2 separate regions of the Mus musculus genome follow, and region 1 is linked to region 2. A link is a contact called in public promoter capture Hi-C data. All regions are on one chromosome and are shown on one strand. Each heading gives the region's core, a stretch centred on a gene start, on an enhancer-like site or on the middle of the called end of the contact. The rest is flanking DNA. Distances are from core to core; before and after follow the strand shown. Region 1 overlaps Sec11a (SEC11 homolog A, signal peptidase complex subunit). Region 2 overlaps Iqgap1 (IQ motif containing GTPase activating protein 1).

Region 1 (3,457 bases), core at 929-3,428, 150 kb before region 2:
TTCCTCGAGTTGTAAACCTGCAGGTACATTTAGAATAACAAGGAAGCCCCAGTTGCCGCAGACCCTCTGGGTCCCTATGTCTGCGTGGAACAGGTCTCTAGTCACAGGTGGGCAAAGCGTTGGATGAGATGACAGACAGATGCACACAGGAGAGGTTGTGTAGAACCTGAATGTAATGTCAGGTCGAGCATCGAACTTTTTATAGTACAGAGAATGCAAGGGGTTGGAAGTCACAGCAGGCAAGGTACATTGCCGTTACCAGGTACAAAACAAAGGAATGACTTCAAAAGGATTTACAGGAACCAGGTAAATGTTTACAGTAAAGATAAAGCAGTCCTACCTAGGGTCAGCTTAGTGACAGGCAAGAGTTTCACACTCTAGTGTCATACCTTTGAACCTTGTGAAGGCTAGCACCAGGGGGTTCTTCTCTTGGCAGACCTCAAGAATAATGCAGTATCACAACCCCCCTAATTTCCTAGGCCTTGCTAAATTCTTATATGAGTGTAACTTTTAAGTATCTGGAGAATCTCCATTTGTCAGGAGAATATACCAACTTGTTTTTAATATGCAATGTAGCCTTACTGAAGATTTCTATCTCAATGAGATTCCCTGGCTCTTTCTGCAGACCAGTTGAGCCACTGGCTCTGTCTATTGTAATGCTTAGTTAGTTACTGAATAGGTTAACTTCCTTACTGCCTTCTCACAGGATTCTAAGCTCGGGCAGCTTCTGGGATCTTGGAACACTGGGGAGACTAACTATAACAGAATTTAATCTTAAAAGGCATTTATAATAAAATATTAAAAGAGAGCTCGTAGATCCATACACCAGACTAATTCGGGAATAGAATATGAGTATATGGATAAACTCCAGGAGGTGAGCTTCCTTGAAACTCTCTGCCTCGTGAGTGGCTTTTAGGCTTCACAGCCTGTCAAGCTGACTCGACCTGAGTGCGTGGCACCCAGTCACTGGAAAGTGGGGTTGCTTTACTTTCTTCCACTGCCATTAATTTTTTGAGAGGTTTTCGCTGTGTAACTCACTCTGTAGACCAGGCCAGCCTCAAACTCAGAGATCCACCTGCCTCTGCCTCCCAAGTGCTGGGATTCAAGGCGTGCACCACCACGCCTGACAACATTTGTTATATAAGAGAATAGTCACACTATTGTACATGTAATGACCTTTTCACTCCAAGGCCATTAGTGTACTTACACATCAATACACTTATCATCACTCACAGAGCTAGCTCTCCAGTCCCTGGGAAGCTCAGATGGCTACTGGCTGTCCTAGCATTGGCCCTGGTTAGCACTATTTCTAGTTTGCTTTTGTGAACACTGCTGTTGTTAGATATATCCAGTAGTTCTACCCAGTCTTCCCAGTAAAAATATAAAAAACAGTTACTAAGTAAAGAATATGCACATTTTAACACTTTTTGACAAATTCTTTCTGTGTGCTTCTTCTGTGTAAGAATGTCCCTTTGTGTGCATTTGGTTCTTCTTTGTCTGTCACTGTGGCTGCCTAGGCAGCCCTGGGTTGGGTTAAAAAAAAAAAAGACATATTATTTTCCAGGTTAGAGTACTCAGGCTTCCTCCCTAGGAACTTCTTTTTGAAGAATTTTTTTAAAGTTCTAAACTATATAAAATTTAAACTAAAATCTCAATTTTGGCAGTATAAACCCTTTAGTGGCTTTTAATAAAAAATGTAATAATGTGAGTTAAGTATTGATTCTATGAAATATAAACCACCTGGGACGTGGACAGCTGGCAGACAGGCTTTTCTGCCCAACTCACTTCTCATCGACTCTCCTGCCTCTGAGCTCGACACCTAATGTAATGAGTCACCTTCCTTTGTGGAAATTGTATTTGTAAAACACTAAGCTGATATCTCAGAGTCGAGCTGTACCTCACTCTTTCAGGTGAGCCTGGTCTGTGGTACAGCTACCTCTCAGTGAAAAAAGGGGGGTTTCTGGTTTACTCCACACTGACACCAATGGTTCTGAGCCGATTATGTCTAAAAATGTTACTGAAACAGAATTCACATGTAAGAGTCTCTATTTTAAGGGGCATAGTTCACAGATTTTAGTATATCTACAAGTTTGTGCAACCAACACTACTATCTAATTCCAGATCATTTCTCTCGACACTCTTAGCAGGCGCAGGCCACGCCCTTCTTCCTGCAGCTGCTGACAGTGCTAACCTGCAGTGTAGGCATGGCTCGTGGGGTGTCTTGTGTAGACAGTATCACAGTTGTGGTCTTCTGCGTTTGGTTTCTCTTACCTATCCTAATTTTCAAGGTTAATTCATCTTGTAGCATGTAATAAAATTTTTAGAAATGAAACTAATACTGTACCAACTAAAACTACTTAATAGAGATGACTTTGGGAAACCAGAAAGTTGGATCTGTTAATCACAGAAAAGAAAGCAGTGTCAGAAAAAGAGGAGAGAAGGGCAGGAGAGTTGGTACAAATGCTGCAGTGATAAAGAATGAGATAAAGGAGGGAACGGGACAGTGACGCTGGAGGCTTCCAGACAATGCTGTCCCCACAGAAGAGGAAGTATTCTTAACAGGAAGTAAAGTGCATCGGGCAAAATGGCTGCCCCTAAAGTGTGCCACAGGCTTTGATGATAAAGTGGAAATGCTAATTAACTTGATGTGTTTAGTGTACACTGTATATATGTATTAAAATACCCCATAAAAACTGATAGGCCATAAAATGCATGTAAATCACATGTGAATAAAATGTAAAGCTTGTGTCTAGGTGCCGTGGCACATGTGTAGTCGTAGATGCTTGGGGAAGCTGTTTGCAGCAGCAAAGTGAGACCCTATTTTGAGAATTTAAAATATGGGGCTGGATAGTTGGCTCAGTGGTTAAGTGGCCTTGTTCTGCCCAGAGCTTAGCAATACTTTGTAGGTGTCTCTTTTCAGCTCTTGGAGGAGCCACATGTTGACACAAGTTTGCTGAGGTGAAACTGCTTGCCACCATGTACCTGAGGTACACATCTTGAATCAGACCTAAACATCTTGAGTATTGTTTGGGGTGCATGTTTCAGGGATTTGTTTAAGCTCAGAAAATCTGGGGACACTAGAACAGTGTATCTGGTAGTTTTGTGTTTCATGCAGTCCAAGCTGGCCTCAAGCTCTCTATTGTAGCTGAATACTGGCTCCACTTCTCAAATGTTGGAATTTAAGTGTGCACCCCCACACCTGAATTGTGTGGTGTCAGAGATCAAACCCAGGGCTTCATGCCTTTATGCTAGGCCGGCATTCTGCCTTCTGAGCTCCAGCTGCAGCCCCAAGTGACTGTTAAAGAAGATCTGACTGTTGAGAAACATTAGCAGTGGAAAGCAGTTTGGGGGAAGGGAGGGAGAAGGACTCTAAAAAGAGAATACAGGAGATGGAAAGTAAGAAGAGTTGTTAACAGGAAGTGACGACACTAAAAACAGTGTCTGCTGCAGTTTGCCT
Region 2 (3,128 bases), core at 212-2,711:
TCTCTCTGAGGGCTTGAGGTCGGGAACTGGGCTGCTGCTGGCGTGAGGAAGCCCAGTGCTAGAGCTTGAGCTTGTGTGGGAGGGTGAGTGTTCAGTAGGCTGTACCTGTCGCTGTCCCGGAAGGAAGGACTATGTTGTGGACTCGAGGGCTGTGGACATCTTCAGCAGTTAAGAGCAAGTTGTTCTTCCAGAGGACGTGGGTTTGAATCCCAGCATCGGCATGGTGGCTCACCACTGTAGGGAACTCTAGTCCCAGAGGATCTGATCTGATGATATCCTCTTCTGGCTCCCACAGACACTGCAGACACACAGTGCACAGACATACATGCCAAATAACCACATGCATAATAGAAAAAAAAGACCGGCTTAAAGAAAACAGTGTGAACTTCGAATCATGGTCAAGCGAGAGCTGCCCAGCGGTGCTCTTGGGTGACTTTCCGTTCAGTTTGTGAAGCGAGGCCAAGCTACTTAGTTTCCTGAGGTTGATGCAAAGATCACATGAGGCGATGCGTGCATTTAGTTTCGGAGCTGCCACATGGTGTTAGATTTTTTTTGTTTGTTTGTTTTTGTTTTTGTTTTATATTTACAACAGGCCTTTCAGTCTAGTACTCTGTGAAGTAGTTCCAGATAGATAGAACTTTGAATATAATTCCCATATAGGTTACATGCAAGTAGTTTGAGGAGAAAATAATGAATATTTATACCGTTTGTGAGAGGAGGAACTCTACTTTCTATAAAAATAGCAATTTTGTCACTAAGCTGTATCTGTGGCTGAATCCTGATCACATGTAGGATATTCTTAGTCATCACTTGGTATGATATTTTCTGAACTTAAGGAAAAAAAATAAACTTTCTGTTCTGTTTTTTTTTTTTTTTTCCTTTTAAAGACAAGGTTTCATTTGTAGCTCTGGCTGGCCTAGAACTCACCAAGTTCAATTTCATTGTGCCTTCTGAGTACTGGGATTACAGATGTGTGCCACCATGCCTGGAAGGAGGGTTCTATTTTAGTTTATAGTTCGAGGGTGCAGCCCGTTATGGCGACAGGAGTTTGAGGTCACATTGCAAGCTCAGTGAGTGGAATGATGTCCACTGGTGCTCAGCTGGCTGTCTCATTTTGATCAGCCTGGGACGTAGGCTGTGAAGTGGTACTGCTCACAGTAGGATGGGTCTTCTCATCTTAGCTAACCGAATTGAAAAATTCCCTCACGGACACGCTCAGAGGCTCTCTCCTTGTGGCTGTAGGTCTTGTGTTCAGTTGGAGAATGTTCAGAGATGGGTGGGAAGGATGTGAGGGTCCCGAGGAGCAGGCCCCACACGCCTGTGCCTTCTCTGTGCCAGCCGGTATTCCTAGCAATTATATATACTGTGTCATCATCCAGAACGCTCTATGGGCATGCGCTATTATTATTCTTTTTACGGGAATACTTGACGGAACTGGAATCATTGTACTTAACGGAAGTATCAAGTAGCGAGTGTGACTCACAGGAGGAAAAGGCACAGACGTCTTTAATCATCTGCCAAGCACTGGGCTAGACTCCAGTCACAATCTTACTGAATTCTTAACAACAAACCTATTTGGAGGTTTTTGCTACCATCCTCTGTTAGCAAATGAAGAGCAGAGTGCCATGGCACAGGTCTCTATAAACCACCATGTGATCCTAGTACTGAGGAGGACCACAGGTTTGAGGCCGACCTTGGCCACACAATGAGACTCCGACTTAAAACAAAAACCAAGAGGAGGAGGACTGGTTGGTCAGGTGCTGGGTGTCTTGTTAAGTGTGGATCTTTCTAGGTTCCCGGGTGATGCTGGTCACATGATGCCCTCATCCTTCTGCCATGTTCCAGAAGGCAGCCTGAGTGGCCTGCAAAAAGCTGGTGGTGCTGGTGTCAGAAAAGCTTTCTGGCTGCTGTGTCCACAGAGGAAATGCTTTCCCTCCAGTGTTTTTGATCTCTGTGTGTGGCAGTGCCTCTCATGCTTCACTTTAGCTGTTTGGGAACACTGTTTGAGGCGGCATCACCGGGGTTGCGGAGAAAATTTTGCATTGGCTGATGAATTATCTTTTATGCATTGATTATTTTTTTAACCATTTTTTTATTCCCCATTTATTTGTCTATGTTTCACAGTGCTGGGGATTGAACGTAGGGCAATAAGCGTGCTATGCAAACTCTCAACTGCTGAGGCACAGATACTAACTTTTAAATGTATCTTAAATGAATTTATAAGGACAAATTAAAATGCTTAAATTAAAAATAATATTACATGTATTTATTCATGTATTTATTTGGGGGAAGGGTGCATGTGCCATAAGTGTGTGTGTATGTGTGTATGTGTGTATATGTGTGTGTGTGTGTGTGTGTGTGTGTGTGTGTGTAGATCAGAGGGTAGCTTTTGAGAGTGGTTCTTCCACCGTGTCCTGGGGATCAAACAGAGTTTGTCAGGTTTGGTGGCAAAGTACTTTTACCCACTCTACCCTCTTGCCAGCTCTAACTGCTGTATTTTATGAGAGAGTTTGTGTCTGAGTTGAGAGTTATGGGTGGGTCTGCTGTTGAGATGAACTGTCTGACCCAGTGTTAAAGAGACAGTCCTGGGGCATTCCCAGCCTTCCCCTGCATGGGATTTCTGACACTTCCCTCTGTGTAGACCCCTGTGGTACCCAGTTCTGCTGGATCCTGTCTCATGGCAACAACAACAGTGGTGCCCTGTGAGAAGAGTTCCAAACCAAGAGTGGGTTCATCTTTGCCACTTAGTAGCAGTGACCTTGGATAAGTCATCCATAATTTGTAAATGAGGGATTGTGCAAATAAGGTACAACCTTGGAGCAGCCTCTTGGGCAACCAAAAATACTTGTTTATATATGTGAGGGCAGGAGAAATGGCTTAGTGGTTAAGAGCAGTCGGTACTCTTGCAAAGAATCCTGGTTCAGTTTCCAGCACCTACATGGCAGCTAACAACCATCTGTAATCCCCAATTCCAGAGACTCTATCCTATGCCTTCTTCTGATCTGTGTGGGTACCCAGCACACACATGGCACCTGTACACACAGGCAGGTAAAACAGCATACACATACAACAACTGAAAGGGGCAGTGGTGGCACATGGCTTTAATCCCAGTTCTTGGGAGGCAGAGG

Evidence for each region. Capture Hi-C pulls out chosen DNA fragments and counts their contacts.
Region 1: a contact with region 2 is called in a promoter capture Hi-C map of adipose tissue. The contact joins two enhancer-like sites. A contact is called at or near these places in 4 of 115 datasets of contacts at active chromatin or transcription factors (effector CD8 T cells, embryonic stem cells and memory CD8 T cells) and 2 of 9 other capture datasets (adipose tissue and liver).

The regions. Positions count from the first base shown.
Region 1 is chr7:80,918,227-80,921,683 of GRCm38.p6, reverse strand. All of the region lies in intron 4 of Sec11a (SEC11 homolog A, signal peptidase complex subunit), which reads left to right. All of the region lies in intron 2 of Gm51451 (a long non-coding RNA gene), which reads right to left. Among named protein-coding and RNA genes, the nearest start is that of Gm51451, 9.4 kb to the right of the region's middle. Within about 2 kb of position 2,178, at least 101 of the 459 cell types and tissues checked have an H3K27ac peak or open chromatin away from gene starts, as enhancers often do. A contact at or near this core is called in adipose tissue and embryonic stem cells, where this site is marked.
Region 2 is chr7:80,772,719-80,775,846 of GRCm38.p6, reverse strand. All of the region lies in intron 2 of Iqgap1 (IQ motif containing GTPase activating protein 1), which reads left to right. Among named protein-coding and RNA genes, the nearest start is that of Iqgap1, 29 kb to the left of the region's middle. Within about 2 kb of position 1,461, at least 128 of the 459 cell types and tissues checked have an H3K27ac peak or open chromatin away from gene starts, as enhancers often do. A contact at or near this core is called in adipose tissue and embryonic stem cells, where this site is marked.